Regions from separate parts of the Mus musculus genome. Here regions 1, 3 and 4 are each linked to region 2. A link is a contact called in public promoter capture Hi-C data. All regions are on one chromosome and are shown on one strand. The core of a region is the stretch at or near the end of the contact, and the rest is flanking DNA. Distances in the headings are between cores, read along the strand shown. Region 1 holds the start of Il18 (interleukin 18). Region 2 holds the start of Sik2 (salt inducible kinase 2). Region 3 holds the start of Dixdc1 (DIX domain containing 1). Region 4 holds the start of Colca2 (COLCA2 homolog).

Region 1 (4,142 bases), core at 244-2,743, 450 kb before region 2:
TCTTCATTAGCTGGTAACTTTAGGCAAACATCTTAACCCTGCCAAACCTCAAGTTTTATCGAAAATAAAATAAGGGTTAAGAGAGGTTAATGACTCCTACTCAGACCTCCCATCATAATGAAATGCAATGATACTTAGCAAATGTTAATCTCCTCTACTGACCTCTTATCACCAAGGAAATGTCAAAGTATAACCTTGGACCTTTACCCTTTAATTTCAACGTTGGCCCTTAGTAATCTCATCTTGATTCGTAAGTTCTCCAGTTATGTCTTCGACCCGACTCTCAACTCTTTATCTCCTCTTCTGAATCAGCTCTTCCACCAGCAAACATCTCGCTTCAGTCTCTCTGTGGGCACTGAATTCATTTTGCTCACTCTCCTTACAGCACAGTTCTTCTGACCCCAGTGGCACAGGCCAGTAGGGGAAATTTGAAAAAAAGATGACTCTGTGGCTTACATATAAATTCCCCAGGCTCAAAATTCTGCACGGGTAACTCTGTCTTCATCAGTCTCTCTCCTGGGACTACAGATTTTTTCCTATCCGAAGCCCATCTTCCTCAGCCCTGGTACCTCAACTTCTCCTTCCTATGTGTCACTTCCTGCTGCCTAACTCAGGCCCTTGACTCTTTCTTGGCAGCCTCTCAGTTGAAGTCTGGAAAGAGAAACTTAGTGAGATGAGTTCCTGGAGCCACTGGACCATCTTAAGGGTTAGAGACCTCAGACAATTGCCTCCAGCTCTCATCAGGTCTAGAGATTCTAATTTATCTGGATGAGCGGGGAAGATGCTTTTCCACCAGTGCAATAATGTGAATATTAAATCTCCTACATGTAAATCTGGCTGCATCATTCATTCCTCCATGTGAATTCCATCCATTCAATCACAAATCACTTGTAATTGTTGAAACTACCTGAGCAGGCGAGGCACTTAAAGACCTCGTATGGCCCTCAGCCCACCCTAGCTGTTCACTCCAGCCTAGCTGGATTGCTCCCTAGTCTCATGACCATTCTATTCTCTTCACTTAGGATATTTCTCATCTCCTTCAGATGAAACTTGCATATGCAACTCAACCTTCAAGTTCCAATTTCTGGGTCACCTGCTTCTTAAGCACCGAATTCCCATTTCCTCGCTACAACTTCGGAGAGCTTTCTGGTGGCCCTTATCTTGCTGTCCTGTGTGATAAAAGGCCAGTGCACTTTACAACCTCTCCTGGCAGTATTCTTTGAATACAAAGTCTAGCTATACCTCCCCACTCCTAGCACCTAGCATGCTGCCTTACATACAATACAGCATACTATATAAGTTACTATGGTTAAATAACTTTATAATTAACTGTGCATATTGTTGCCATTTCTGGCAGTTCTATAATTAACCAATCACTGAAAATAAATCCTTGAAGTAGTAACTATAATAGAAAGCTACAGAACAAAAACCACAGGGTTTGAGACAGTTCCCCAGAATGCAAATAGGAGAACCAAACATTTGCATCCGAATACAAAGCAGTGGTTTTCAGCTGGGAAAACTCAGGATAGAGAAAAACCCTTTGAGGCATCCAGGACAAATCAGATCTCTGGGCTGAATCCTGCCCCAGTGCGTCACATTAGCTGACTGAACACTGGCTGTTCCCACAACGATGAGTACACCAATCCTGTGGTTGGTAAAACAAGCTTGCTTTCACTTCTCCCCTGTGGTGTGCTGCCTGCATCACACAAAGAGGCTTTGGAAGCCTGCTATAATCCTCAGGCCCCGGGCGCAGCAGTCCAACTGCAGACTGGTAAGTGGCCCAGGAAAGGAACGGGTAGAGGGGAGTCCCCTACCTGGGCGATGGTACACTGCCACAGGAAGAACCCTGCGGTGTCAAGAAGGCTGCTGAGGAAACGCAGAAACAGTTGAGAAATAGTATTTAACTCAGTTCTTAACTCAGGTCTTGAGATTTCTGAATCTGCAGCCACTGGCCTGATTAAGTAAATAATGAGCCTGGGTTGTCCCTGGCTCTGAGATCAAATGGGACTGGAGGGGAGGGAAAAGGAGAGGCGGGGCTCAAAACACTAACTTAGTCTCAGTTCTATGGCAAGTGTCCTAACCAACTCTAACCTTTGACATTAAAATTGGACCAATAATAGCCTCCCTCCTTAACCATTCCTTATTGGAATTTGCCCCCACCTGCCGCTAAGTCCATGGAACCAGATTCAGGGGTTCATTGTACAACTTCTCTCCTCTGAAATGATTCAGACAGAATGAAGTTTCAATTTAGACTGGCAGGCAATAGCTCACCCTTTTCCCTTTCCTCTCATCCCTTTTCTTTTACATTCATTAGGTGTTTGGGGTGGGAGGGGCGTTGTTTTTGGTTTAGTTTGCGTTGAGCTGGGTTTTCAAGACAGGGTCTTTCTGTATAGTCCTGGCTGTCTAGGAGCTCACTCTGTAGACCAGGCTGATCTCGAACTCACAGAGATCCACATGCCTCTGCCTCCTGAGTGCTGAAATTAAAGGTGATATTCATTAGTTTTATGAAAAGCATTCTCTCACAATAAAGCACAGACAGGAGACCATAAATACATATCACAGTACATAATTTTATTATTTTAACAAGTATCTTTGAGAACCTAAATAACAAACACTGCTTGGAAGCAAAAATAACAAAAAATGAGATTCAGCACCCCATTATTTTGTTATTGTTTTTTCTTTTCTTTTAATTCTAGCAATCTATGCAGAGCAGCTGGAATTCTCTGAGAGCTTAAGGACAGCCTGGCCTACAGAGTGAGTTCTAGGCCATCCAGGGTTTCATAGGTCCTGCCTCAAACAAACATGTAACTTGATGGAATGAAAATTTACAAGTTTACAAGCATCCAGGTAAAAAGATACTGCCTAATTTAAAAATACAAATTCCTTGTGGTGCCCTATTCTTATATTAGAAAATATACACAGAAAAGACCAATTGTCTATATGATAAAAAGTGGAGATAGATTTTTTTGGAGCCAACTAATGTTATATATTTCATAGACCATTTTTAATAAAATCATAAATGTGCTTTATTTGAATAGAGGAGGAATTTTTCATCTAAGAGATCCTCTGGACCAGCATTTCTCAAACCTGTGGGTCATGACCCGTTTGGGGTCAGACAACCCTTTCACAGGAGTCTCCTAAGACCATCAGAAAACACCGATATTTACATCCTGATTCATAACAGTAGCAAAATTACAGTTATGAATCAGAAATAAAAATAATTTTATGTTGAGAGTCACAACAACATGAGGAACTGTAATGGAGAGTTGCAGCATTTGGAAGGTTGAAAACCACTTCTCTAGACCAAATTCCACTTCATATTATCATAAGATAGGAGTGGCCTGCTGAAGCCATGTTTAAGCCATGATCTCCTGAGTCCCACATTACTAATTTCCTTTCCATATCATCCACTCTAACTAAAGCTTCTAAATATAATTCATAAACTTTACAAATCAATGTGGTTAATAGGTAAAAAGCCACTTGACAGCCAGACTTGTTGGAATATAACCTTAATGCTGATACTAGGTAGGGAGGTTGAGTCAGGTACACCATGAATTCACCTGGATTCCATATAGCATGACACTTAAAAAAATAAAAAAATAGCCAGGTTATAGTAACTTCCAGTTTTTATTTTTATCATAAGAAAATATTTTAAGCCAAATTTTTATTAGTCAAATATAATGGTTAAAAGTAAAAATAATCAAATGGAAATATTAAATAGTAGTAGCACACTTATATTTTATTATATGTTAAGAAACTGGACAAAATACCTTTAATGTTTTAATGTTCTTTTATAATAAAAATCAAGAAAAACACTTTAAAACTATCTCAAAAATCATCTGCTATTTAAACAAATATTGTTAAGCATAATCAAATTAACAGAGTCCTCTTTCATAGTTTAAGAAGGGCTAAGCAATTTAGGAGTAAACAATAAAGAAAAGAACATGCATATAATTTTTAATTTATATTTTTATATAATGTGCCAAATATTTGACCCTCAAAAGAAATATTACACACTTCATATTAATATCTATCTTAAAACTTCTTTTAAATTTAGAAAAAGTTACAGTTTAATATATGTTTTCTCTAGCAAGAAGAACACAGCAGTAACAGGAAAAACTTTTAGCTGGCATAGGCACATT
Region 2 (3,984 bases), core at 464-2,963:
TAAGATACTTCCTTTTAATTTAACGTCGAGGTAAAGGTATGACATTTGGCCATAACTCTTTATAAAAACGAAACACTTTAATCATTACAAAAATGCTGGGGTCAAATTCAGCTATGCAAAAGTTTGGTAATGTCAATATACTTATCATTATAGCAATCTAGATTCATAACACTGGTAAATTTGTGAAAGGAAAAATTTTGACCTTGGTACTGATGCCCTAAAGAAGAAAGATTTAAGTGGTGTGTCAGGGATTTGTGAGGCAAAACAAAAAGTGAAGACATGTTAGACATGTCCTCCTTCTTTATGGAAATGGACATGAAGCAAAACTTTTAAGTACAACTGCTAAGAAAACAGTAAGGCTTTTAAATGCCCTTTACCTTACATAAGCGTAAGTCATCCTGGGCAGGGGGTGGGGGTGGAGGTCCTATAGTCAAAGATTAGAACGTTCTTAAGAACATAGTAGGAAAAAAACCCGAAAAGGATGAAAACTGGGGAGAGAAACTGAAAATCGGTGAAACTCAAGTGGCAATCACAAGGCAGAATAGAGTACGTCAAAACCACTAGGTTGTAGACTAAGAAATGGTTTTGTTTCGATCGTTTTTTTTCCAAGGTATTTAATTTGCACGTCTTAAAATAGAGACCCCGAGGAGAGCAGCTTGAGGCAATGGAAGGAAGAGGGTGGGCTAGGTAAGAACGCAGACTTGGGGAGAAAATATGTACAGTGCACGGAGGGAGGATGCTGGAGAGTCAATGTCAGGACGCTGTCGAGAGCTGAGTACAGTCCATCTGATGTGGCTTAAGGAATGCGTGCTCGCAGCCAGCATGCACACCTGGTAAAGGGACAACCCCAGAGAACGGTGCAGAGCTGAGATGACCATTTTTAACCAGCTCTATTGTCTGGTGTATTTGCTATACCTCCTGCAAGTGATCAAGCCAGCCAAAGAACCGTTTCAGAGACCCTGCGGGCCCAGAGAAGATGGACAGCGGCCCGTCCGCACCAGTCCGGTCCGCGTCACCCCCTCCTCGCCGGGCAGAAGAGGAGGGCTTGGTCCGGGCCGCGCTCCGCGTCCGCCGAGCCTGGGAGCTGCTGGTCCCCTTTCTCCGGCCGGCGACGTTGGTCCCCGCGCGGCCCCGGAGCACAGAGACTTCCCCTCCCACCCCACCCCCAGCCGAAAGCCGGGAAGACGCGGAACTTGTGCTCAGGAGCCGAGGCCACAGACCAGGTTCCCGGGTGGGAGAGTCGGGACGGAAGCCTGTGTGGCTTCCCGGGGACACCCCACACACACTCGACCTGCACCCCGCGGTCCCCGCAGTGCCAGGCCCGCCGTCCCCCGCCCGGGGCGCAACCGCGCCACGCTCCCGCCGAACCCCGGGGCCGCACCTCCGTCTTGGTGATCCGGTGCCGCCCCAGCTTCACCACGGCAAAGTTGCCCTTGCCCAGCGTGCCCTCGATGTCGTAGAACCCCACCCGGACTGGCCCGCGCTGCAAGTGCCTCGGGCCATCCGCCATGACCATGCTTGGCCCCCGCTGCAGGACACGGCGACGGGAACGCGAACGAACTGGCCGGCAAGAAGCGGCACGGAGCGGGCAGGAGGGCGTCGGGCGGCGCGCCTGGGCTCTGGGCGACGGCCGCGGCTCTCGCTCCGGCGCTGCTTCCCTCCCGCCCCACAGGGCCCAGCCAGGCGCGCGCCGGCGCTGACGTGAGCCGACGTCAGGGGGCCGGGGCAGGGGGCGGGGGCGGGCCTCCACCGGTCACCATGGCTACCGCAGCCGCGCCGACGTCGGGGGCGGGAGGGAGGGGCGGTGCGCGGGTCGGGCGGGCACGAGGCTTCCGGCCGCGGCGAGGCCTGAGAAGGCTGAGGAGGGCGTCGCGGCCGGGGGCGGGGTCGCCGTCCGCCCCGCCCCGCTCCTCCTGCCTTCCAGCAGAAGCGCAAGAGCGAGCCCTGGTGGGCCGTGCGGAGGATGCACTGGGCCAGTCTCCTGGAGGGTCGCCTGGCGGGCGCTCTCCGCCGGGGCAGCCCTTCCCGCCAAAACCTCTTCTTCAGCGGACTGCAGCGCTAAATTTGGAGCCCGAGGAGCACCGTGGCTGAGCAATGCATTGCTCACAGCCTCTTTTCTTTGTGTTCATTTTAGCTCCCTTGTCAGTACTAAATAAGTCTCTCCACTTTTTGACGTCTAAATTCCTACTCACAGCAGTCGGTCACTTGCAGAAAAAAAAAAAAAATGTCAGCGCTAAAGAGACCCCAGAGATGATTAAGCCCGGAATTTGGAATTGCTAATGGGCTTCGGAGTCTGGAACCTCTGAAATGTAGGTTGAGCATGTTAGTTGAGCATGTCTCTGTGGAGAGGTGACCCGGTATTATCCTAAAACGCTTTGGGAACTTGTAAACGGTTAAAAAGTATCTAATCCGATTTGTTTCCAGATGACGCAGCAGGCTGCCAGAATGAAGGGAGTTGCCAACGTCACACAGGTAATGCTAGAGTTCTAATTATAACCCATCACACCAGTCTTCCATATGGTGACCTAAGTAAACACAACATTTTAATATCTTGAAATATATTATGTGTGTCCAGACCTTGGTTCCTGGGTACCCATTGTCCATTAAAAGAAACGCAACTCGTTTGGGAGTAATGACAGCGGGGGCAAGTATAAGATGCTCTTGAAAGATCTAATATGAGTAAACCAGGGGATTCCTTGTATACAACAGGAAGAATATGTCAGAAGCCAGCTTGAAGGGGCCCACCAGTGCCAAATCTGAGCCAATCTAAGTATCAAAAACCAACAATTTTGGAAATACACTATAACACACATTACTTTTTATTTTGTGTAAGAAGTCAGAGGACAGGATGTGGGAGTTGGTTCTCACCTTCCACTCTGTGAGTCCTAGGGGTGGTTGCTGTAGGTAACTTTAGCCAATGAGCCATCTCTTAGGCCCTAGTGTTTTATTGTTTTGGGACTGTTGTTTTTTTTTTTGTTTTTGAAACATCATCTCACTATGTAGCCCTAGATAGCCTGTAACTTGCCATGTAGACTAGGCAGTCTCTTGAGTGCTGAGATTAAAGGCAGGTGTCACCATTCCCAGCCTACATTAAAATCTTAGAAGGAGCTCATACTTCATTTTGTCACTTTACTTTTTTTTTTAGACAGGTTCTCAGAAATATTGTATATGTGATAAGCCCCCTTAAATGTCTATGCCCTCCCCATCTCATTCAGGAAACTCAAACTCAGAACGGTACCCATGCTAGGCAAGTATTGTATCACTGAGCTATGTTCCCAGTCAGGATAAATGAGAAGAGGATGCATGTAAAAATTATGAAATCACCATTTTGTGGCTGTTATAGTAATAACTGGCTCAGACAAGAATTAACAATAGTTGTTAAAGTCATTGGGTAAAGTTTGGTTGGGGAATAGGGTATTTAAACAGTCTCAAAATATCTTTGGAATAAAAAAATCATTGGGAAGGATTAACAAAAGATAACAAATTATAGTGAAGAAATCTGACAGTCAATTTCCTGATAGAATGATCCTAGTTAGCAATTGGAATAAAATAACACACAGGGCCCTCTGATCTGAAGTACCCAGGACATATCTCTGAAGTGATATTACTTTAAAAGTACATATTCTGAATCTGTCACGAAGAAACAAAGCAGAAAAATGTAAACTGCACACATCTATCCCCTAATTACCCAGCATGCTTAAAGTTGCCATTGTCGTGAAAGAAAGACTGCAGAAGAATTTTAGATTTAAGGTCTTAAGAGACTTGCCACTAATGCAGCACATGGTCCTGGAAAAACATGGCACCAAGGAATACTGTCAGGGCAATAGTTGAAAATAGAATTGGATGCATATCAGATATAAGTATTCTTTCAATGTTGAACCCCTTAAAGATTTCTTTTACTTTTAGCTAAGTGTATGTGTGGGTATTTACATGCAGGTGTGCGTGCAGATGCCCATAGTGTCCCCCAAAGGGCATTAGCTCTCT
Region 3 (4,057 bases), core at 36-2,535, 280 kb before region 2:
CAAGCCCCTAGTCATACTGCAAGGTCCTAGTTTCAGTCACCCCTGCACACAGGGCTGTTTATATTATCTGACTAAAAACTGATTCTAAAAACACAAGGGCTGTTGTAAAGGGTGGAGGAGTGGAGTACTGGTAAAACACCTTGGTAGCATCCCCAAGGCCCCCACCACACACACACACACACACACACACACACACACACACACACAATCTGAAATTTAAGAAACCCATAGAGAAGGGAAAGGTGAACTGAGGGAAAAGGCAGGAAGCCATGACCAATAGCTTATGCCTTTGCGGCTGCAGGCCTAAAGCAACCAAAGGATGACTGAGGAGCAAACAAGAGTAGCCTGAGTCACAAAAGAAGCAAATGGAAGAGGTAACAGAATTCTGAGAGAAACTTTTGAAGAGAAAACAGAGCCTGCTTGGGTCAATCCTGGCCCACCTTTCCTGTCAGGTTGCAGCTCCCCACCACAGTTCTCACAGAAGGGAATCACACTAATATTAGCTCCTGAAACTGGGCCTGAGGCCCAGGTTGGTCCTCTCAGCCAACCTTGTCCTCCTCAGTGGTGGAGAAATCTAATGTGCATGATTCAGGAAATTCGCACGTGGATGTGCAGGATTCAGGAAATTCACCCCTCATGTGGACCACCCACAGTCTCCTACCCTCTTTCAAACTTTCTACCAATGCCACGCCACCGCACCCCTCCCGTGACTCATCCGCTTAGCGCCTGAAATAGAGCTCTGCCGCATCTGTTCAGGGCTTCCCTCTAGGATGTCCCTGGAGAGTCCCTGGGAGGCGTGGGGACCACCTTTTCGGCAAGAAGATGCCTTCTGAGTCCGTAGTCCTGCCTGCCCTTCCCACCTCGGGAAGGTACTCAATCCCTCCAGTTTAGAGGAGGCCCACCGCCTTTCTGATGTCCTCGGGTTGATGCATCTGCACCACACCTACCTCCTTGACTCTACCACCCAGGCTCTTAAATGGGCTCCCCGGGAGGATGCCCCTCACCGCCCCCCAGGATTCCCTTCGGGAGATTAGGCGGGAGGCGCGGGGTGACCGGGAGCTGGGGGTGGGAGGAGCAGGGCAGTTACCTCATTGAAGCCCTCTTGCAGGACGTCCAGTAAGTTCCCGCGGGTCAAGCAGGCTAGCATTGTTCCTGCCGCGGGGCTTCCCGGGTGGGGTCACGCCACCGTCTCTTCCCTCTGTACACAAAGGCGATCAGCTCAGCTCCCTGGGAGCTCTCTGGAGTCCCGCATGCCACTTACTGGAAACCTAGACCCGAGCCAAACTAGCGGCTTGCACTGGGCATGCTCGCGCGCGGGCTGCAGCCGGAGGGGCCCGGCGCTGTGCTGGTTCCTATAGAAACAGCAGGGCGCGCGCTGCGCACAGGCAAGAGGCGCTAGCAGGCAGCCCCGGGTCTCCAGGGAGTGCGGGGAAGCCGTGGGCGCGCACGCAGGCTCCGCACGGGTGCTCGCAACGAGCATTCACACACGCGTGAGCACACACACACATCCGCGCTGACACAAGCGGGCTTGCCAGCCTGAGCATATGCCTGCAATCACTACACTGCACGTTTGGAGGCGGGCGTCCCCGAGCGTGTGCACGCACATACACGCACATACACACACACACACACACACACACGCACACGCACACGCACACGCACGTACACACACACACACACACACACGTATGTAGTCACTTTGCTCATTTAAGGCTGCAAGCACCTCATCACAAGGTGGGTGGGGAAAGGAGTGAGTCACAGGATTACCCCACCCACCCCTTACTCCATTCTCCAGACTAACAGCAACCTTTTTCCACGCAGGGCTTGAGAGTGAGACAACCAGCAACCTTTTCCCACTCGGGGTTGGAGAATGAAGCAATTTAAATAAGAGGAAATAGAATGACAAGAAATAACAATAAAAAGGGGCCAGAGGAGAGAGGCTGGGGCTGGGGCTCTGTAAGTAACTGTAGACTATAAGTAACTGAACAGCGCTAAACAAATCATACCATCATAATAGAAACGTCAGAGGCACACCAAGGATCTTCTATCTTTTTTACAAAATAAATGCTAAGGGGTAAGATTGGGCACGATGGCTCAGGGGATAAAGGCTCTTGTAAAAGCTTGACACCTGAGTTCAATCCTGGAGCCATGCAAAGGTGGAAAGGGAGAACTCACATCTCTCGGGCACAGGCACACATTACGCTCACCCCCCCCACACACACACTAATTAATTGGTTTTATAATAAAATAATTTCTAAGAGCCAGCATGGGGGTATACACCTATCATATGCATGCACATACACGCGCGCGTGCGCGCGCGCGCACACACACACACACACACACACACACACCAGATCAACACTCTAGAGGTTCTAAGTCCAAAGCTAGCCTGGTCTATATAGCAAGTTCCAGGTCAGCCACATATAGTTCCAGACCATATAGATGAGACCTGCTCTTGAAAGAAAGAAGGAAAGAAAGGAACACATACTTTATAAGTGAGTTTTAAAATAAAGCACCAAGAATGCCCTTGTACATTGTCAGGTAAAAGCATCCACCCTTGGGTGTAACAGAGCCTCTTTCTCGTGTGGCCTGGCTGAGGTCACAGCTCTGATGTTTATTTTTAAGAACACTAGTCATTTGCATGCTTGGACTAAGTGATCTTAAAAAAGAAAGAAAGAATGAGAGAAAGAAAGTCCATTTTACATTCCATCTTGTGATCCTAGACAAAAGGGAGAAATTACAGTGTTAAGACCCAGAGGAGATCAGAGCCTTGTCCAAGGACACAGCTGGTCAGGGACACGCAACTCAATAATCAAGGAATTACAAACCATTTTCTAGCCATCCTGTATCTCCCTCAGACTCCATTAGGACCTCAGCAAGAAAAGTCTATAATGAGCCTACTAAATCATATTTAACCCAATGGCCTCCTCCTCGGGTCACTAGGGGATAAGAAAACCCTTACTTGGGGCAGCCTGACTAGATATCTAAAGCTGCTAAACACAAAGTTCTTCTGGGGAAGAAAAAACAAACAAAGTGCCTTTGACCACAAGAAGCAGGAAGCTGAGTGTCAGCCTGCCCTGAGCTGGTCGCTCAGCTGGTTAAATCCTGACTGTTCCACTCAGGCTGAAGCCAGAGGAAAGCAGTAATACCAAGTGAAACCGATCCTGAGCGCTCTGCAAGTCAGAGACCTCTCTGTCCTCCACCAGCTAGCCAGGGTGGTTCACCAAGACTCTCTACTGTTCCTTCAGTCCAAGGCAAAATACCACCAGGAGACTCACTAACCCATGTTTAAGACAATGGGGCCCTTTATGAGCAGACTTGCAATGGCATAGAATTGCACATGGCACATCTACATACCTAATGATGAAAAACCAAAATGTTCAGTTTATATAAGTCAGTTTGGGCATCAGAGGGAGGCCTACAGACAGTCATCCATGCCAAGAAATCACGGTTTCTCAAAACTCCAGTCTTTGATGGGAACAACGCCTGGGAGCTCAGTGCTTTGGAGAGAAGACTTACAAAGCAACCGATTTGCTTATCATTTTGGTCTTTTGAGGCAGGGCCGTGGGTAGCCCTGGCTGGTCTCCAGCTGCCTAAAAAGCCAAAGATGACCTTGAACTCCTAGTCCTCGTGTTTCTGCCTCCCAAGTGCTGGGATTACAGACACGTAGTACCATGCCTAGATATAATCGATGTATTTGTGTGTCTGTGCTATGTGTGTGAAGGTCCCCTTTGGAGATCAGACACCAGAAGAGGATGTTGAGTACCCCGGGGTACAGGATGTTGAGAGCAACCCAGTGTGGGGTGATGCAAACCAAATTCGGGTCCTCTGGAAGAGCAGTGAGTGCACTTAACTACTGTGCCATCTCTCCAGTCCCCATACTGAATTTCAAATCTTCAAAATAGAGATCTCATTTGGCCCATTACCTTATTTCATGCAGGGAAGAGACAACATCAGGAGAGGTGCTCACGGTCACTCAGTAAATCATTACAGTGGCTGAGATCTAAATAAAGCCCTTGGAGGCCTGAGCTCATGTCCTTTTCAATAACCCTCCACG
Region 4 (3,601 bases), core at 199-2,698, 270 kb after region 2:
TCTTATGACTACCCAGATCAGTTCTGTCATAGTTCTGTGTATTCCAGAGAGAGAGGCCTTTTCTTCCAGAGACTTCCAGTGACTGCTGGTTTTTCATATACATGACCTCAGAGCCTAAATTACAGAGAAACTAGGTGGGTTTCTGGGAGATAATTTTTTTTCAATGAGTTTGTTGGGGCTGTATCTATACTCTCTTAACACTATAAAAACATATTTAACCTGTTGGCTGCCTCTCTTCCTTGCAGAGGACCAAGAAGCCTTCCCCACTCAGCTATGAGCAGTGAGAGGTGAGCCTCCCACAGTCCTGAGCCCTACACCATGTCCCACAGGTTTTGGTGGCTGCCTATGGTGACCTGGGAAGTTGGGGACAGATGTAAGAATCCCTGAACAGGGCTGTGCTTATGGGTGGCCTCTGCATCTTCCCTGACACAGGGCTGAACGAAGCCTTCGATGGACTGGGAGGGACAGAGACGGAGAGGGTGGTGCTTACGTTTGCCCCTGAGGTGGCCTGGTGTGCCCTTCTTTGCTGCAGAAGCTCTTTCACGGTCATCTTCACACGGACGCCTTGATACACCTTAGGTTTTTCTGGGGAGAGGCAACAGGGTTAGTGGTCAGTTTCAAAGCTTGGGTGTCAAGGGGATACAGTGAGGGTTCCCTTGGTAAGGCTAGGATACCCAAGGCCAAGTTTCTACCTTTGCAGAACACACGAAGAGAATGAAAAAAGAAAAAGAAAAGAAAAAAAAAGAAGAAGAAGAAAAAGAAAGAAAAGATAACGTTAAAAAATACCCACATTTCTCAAACTAGAAAAGGTTAAGCACAGGCAGGTGCTTCAGGGTCCTAGTGGGAACAGTATCTGTGGGCATCTATGAAATTATTCATCCCTAGCTGGGCCCCATCCTCAGGACAGTACCAGCTGTTCTGCTCTGGAATGTGGAGGGAGGTCAAACAAGCCTGCTATTTTGGCTACGATATTAAATCTGGGGTTCCGGCTCAGCTTGTGGATCTGGGGTGCTCTCTGTTTCCAACTGATCTCGCGGACCTCACCATAATGTGAACAACAGCCCCTCTCCCCATGCCCCCCGCCCCACTGTATTCCTCTATCAATCCAGGCATGGCTTCTGGGGAAGTACAACCTTTATTTGTGGTGCCCTTGGTCTGGAAGCAAGCCCTGAAACAAGCGACAAGCTACAGGGGTCGGGGCAGTCAGTCTGTCCTGGCCCTGTTAAGGACTTACTGCACTGACCCCAGAAAAGGAGCCAAGATCGGGAAATAGTCTCCTGTCGGTCCTTTCTCTTTTTCAAAAATGTCTTTTCTTCCTCACCCCCTTCCTCCCTCTAGTCTCCGACTCTGTCGCTCTCTTCATCTCTTCCCACCCCCTCCCTTTCCGGTGCAGGCTTTTGGAGAACTGAGCTGTGGAGAGTTCTCCAGCAAGAGCTGCAGCTCTGGAGTAATGGCATCCCGAGGCTCCCTAGGACCGCGCAGTCGCCTAGAGGCAGCCCTCCGGAAGGGGCCGCCCCTGAGCCGGCAGAGCTGGGCCGGGAGACCTGGGAGAGCCCAAGTAGCCGGCTGTGCTAGGCGGGGGTCGGCTGGGAGGGACCGGTGACCGCCTGGGGTCCCGGCAGAGCGCAGTGAGTAGGTCTGACTGGTTGTTAGGCCAGGCTAGACCCGGCAGAGGCACTTTCCGAATAGAGTTTGACTTAGAAGCCCAGTGTGACTCCCACCCGACCTTGACCCTGGAGAGAGCGCTTATTAGAATCACGGGGAGGGGCGGAGCACAGTGGCCCCTGGCCTAGGCGTTTGGAGACAGTGCCAGGCCACCAGCGCCTCGCCTGGTTAGTGTAGGGACCGCGGCTGGACAGCAGGGAGACCCCCACCCACGAGCCAGATCCTGAAAGTTAGGATCCCTAAGGAAAGTTAGTGCGCTGTTCTTCCCGGTCCTGGGCATCGGTTTGTCTTGCTGCAGTGCCAGGACGCGCCCACTCCGCTCCAGTCTCCTTTCCTCCCATCCCCACTGTCTGGGTCGGCTCTGGGATCTGCAGGCAGCGCGGGCGCGCCTCGGGGTCCACGCGGGACCAGCCCCAGCCCAGTTCCCTGCCGGGTGCGTCCTGCTCCAGTCCAGGGCTCACCGTGAGCCTCTAGCTCCCCCGCGCCGCCGCTTCTGGGCTCACAAGGTCGGCGCCTCCAAATTCCCAGGACTCCAAGGTGGAAAAGTGAAAGGGCAGGCAGGGGCGTGGGGGACTCGATTGTCCGGAGTGGCCTTATGGGTCTCTGGGCCTCTGCTCTGGGGGGCAGTCACCCAGAGGGACCCGACACAGCGGGATCGCGTCCTCTCTGGATCCATGCCCGGCCCTGACTATTATTCCCTGACTTTGTGCCTCTCTGTTATACGCAGGAAAAGCAGAGGAAATACACTCGGATCCAAGTGCCCCTGGCCCTCATGACCCGACCCCTGGAAAAGCATCTGAGTTACCCGACATCCTGGTCAGCAGGAGCTGGGCTGGAGACTGGATGCTGCAGCTTCAGAGACTCAGCACCTAGGAAGGCTCCTGTGCAGGGAGAAAGGCAGAGATGCGACATTTTTAAAGTTTCACAAAACACGAGGCAGCACCCAGGTCCCTGGATCAGGAGACACACAGAATTAATGTTTTATACCTTCGGGTATAGGTTTGAGTTTTTTCCCCCTCATGCCAAGTATTTAAAACCTCTAGAAACCCATGATTTGACAATCAATGATTGCGCGATACTTTCAATTTGAATATTCAAAGGCTTAACAAAATGGACTATCTTCTGCAGAAATCCTGCACACAGGCACCTCACAGAGAGTCCAGAGAAACAGAGAGGGAGATCCCTTTGGGTCCTGACCCTTGCTTTTCTCCTATTTTAAACATTTTGTCCACCTGCCCACAGGCAGAGCAGGTGTCCTCAAAGATGCTCTATGTTAGTGCCTCAAAGGCTGCCCTGAAGTCCCCACTGACCTAGGCTGTTCCCTGTGGACCACCTGAACCAGGTTGGACAGCCACATTGAATCTCTCTTGTCCACTCTCCATTTTAAGGGGAAATGGCAGGTTTTGGGGAATGAACATGGCAGACAGAGGGTGTGGCACAGCAAAGAGCCACTTTGGGCCCAGGCTGCAGGTCAGAGGACGGCAGAGGCCAAAACTTTGTGCTTTGTATCCCTCTGGCCCTGCCTGGCCACAAGGCTTGCCTGTCCAGTCTGCATCCTCCCTCCTGCTAGGTCACAGACACTGGGCTTCCAGCAAGCAGTCCTTAAACATCAGCGCTCTTTGCTCTTTGGAGCTGTAGACCAGCACAGCTTCCTTGACCCACCTGAGATTCCTTTAGGCCAGGTTTCCACTGCTGCATTGTGGCAATCCCTATTCCTATGTTTTGGCTTGTTTTTAATTCCTCGAACCCCAGACTTTTTACCTCATAGAACTCCTGCTTCCTTTAGAGGAAGGGCATGGTTTTTTCTTTCTTTCTTTCTTTTGAAGGCTCTGAGGAGAGAGGTAGGAGGAATTTGGAACCAACCTGTCTTCTTGGATCCCTCATGAATATGAGTAACTCCGACCCATGCTGATGTGTATTTTGGAAGCTCTGCCTG

The links. Promoter capture Hi-C pulls out the DNA fragments that hold promoters and counts their contacts. Capture Hi-C pulls out chosen DNA fragments and counts their contacts.
Region 1: a promoter capture Hi-C map of embryonic stem cells shows a contact between it and region 2, with 4 times the contacts expected there. The contact joins the promoter of Il18 here to the promoter of Sik2 in region 2. A contact is called at or near these places in 4 of 39 promoter capture datasets (the C10 cell line, embryonic stem cells, liver and 1 more) and 2 of 9 other capture datasets (adipose tissue and liver).
Region 3: a contact with region 2 is called in a promoter capture Hi-C map of erythroid cells, with 2.6 times the contacts expected there. The contact joins the promoter of Dixdc1 here to the promoter of Sik2 in region 2. A contact is called at or near these places in 2 of 39 promoter capture datasets (erythroid cells and neural stem cells), 7 of 484 Hi-C or Micro-C datasets (the Ba/F3 cell line, adipose-derived mesenchymal stem cells, embryonic stem cells and 4 more), 5 of 115 datasets of contacts at active chromatin or transcription factors (bone marrow-derived macrophages, embryonic stem cells, fetal liver and 2 more) and 2 of 9 other capture datasets (adipose tissue and embryonic stem cells).
Region 4: a contact with region 2 is called in a promoter capture Hi-C map of adipose tissue. The contact joins the promoter of Colca2 here to the promoter of Sik2 in region 2. A contact is called at or near these places in 11 of 39 promoter capture datasets (the 3T3-L1 cell line, 3T3-L1-derived adipocytes, the C10 cell line and 7 more), 2 of 15 datasets of contacts at CTCF or cohesin (embryonic stem cells and large pre-B cells), 41 of 484 Hi-C or Micro-C datasets (the AML12 cell line, the Ba/F3 cell line, the C2C12 cell line and 26 more), 6 of 115 datasets of contacts at active chromatin or transcription factors (the NIH/3T3 cell line, embryonic stem cells, forebrain and 1 more) and 1 of 9 other capture datasets (adipose tissue).

Annotation. Positions count from the first base shown.
Region 1 is chr9:50,553,207-50,557,348 of GRCm38.p6, forward strand. Il18 (interleukin 18) reads left to right here and starts at 1,494. Exons shown (of 7, transcript NM_001357221.1): 1 at 1,494-1,771. It overlaps Bco2 (beta-carotene oxygenase 2), which reads right to left and starts at 1,932. Exons shown (of 12, transcript NM_133217.3): 1 at 1,815-1,932. Tex12 (testis expressed 12) reads right to left here. Exons shown (of 5, transcript NM_025687.3): 5 at 3,942-4,142. The coding sequence ends at 4,141.
Region 2 is chr9:51,007,360-51,011,343 of GRCm38.p6, forward strand. It overlaps Sik2 (salt inducible kinase 2), which reads right to left and starts at 1,714. Exons shown (of 16, transcript NM_178710.3): 1 at 1,382-1,714. The coding sequence starts at 1,516.
Region 3 is chr9:50,726,699-50,730,755 of GRCm38.p6, forward strand. Dixdc1 (DIX domain containing 1) reads right to left here and starts at 1,286. Exons shown (of 20, transcript NM_001374656.1): 1 at 1,088-1,286. The coding sequence starts at 1,147.
Region 4 is chr9:51,277,106-51,280,706 of GRCm38.p6, forward strand. Colca2 (COLCA2 homolog) reads right to left here and starts at 1,449. Exons shown (of 5, transcript NM_001195681.1): 1 at 1,235-1,449; 2 at 491-585. The coding sequence starts at 550. It overlaps Gm32819 (a long non-coding RNA gene), which reads left to right. Exons shown (of 9, transcript XR_003948163.1): 2 at 1-134; 3 at 246-287; 4 at 433-3,601.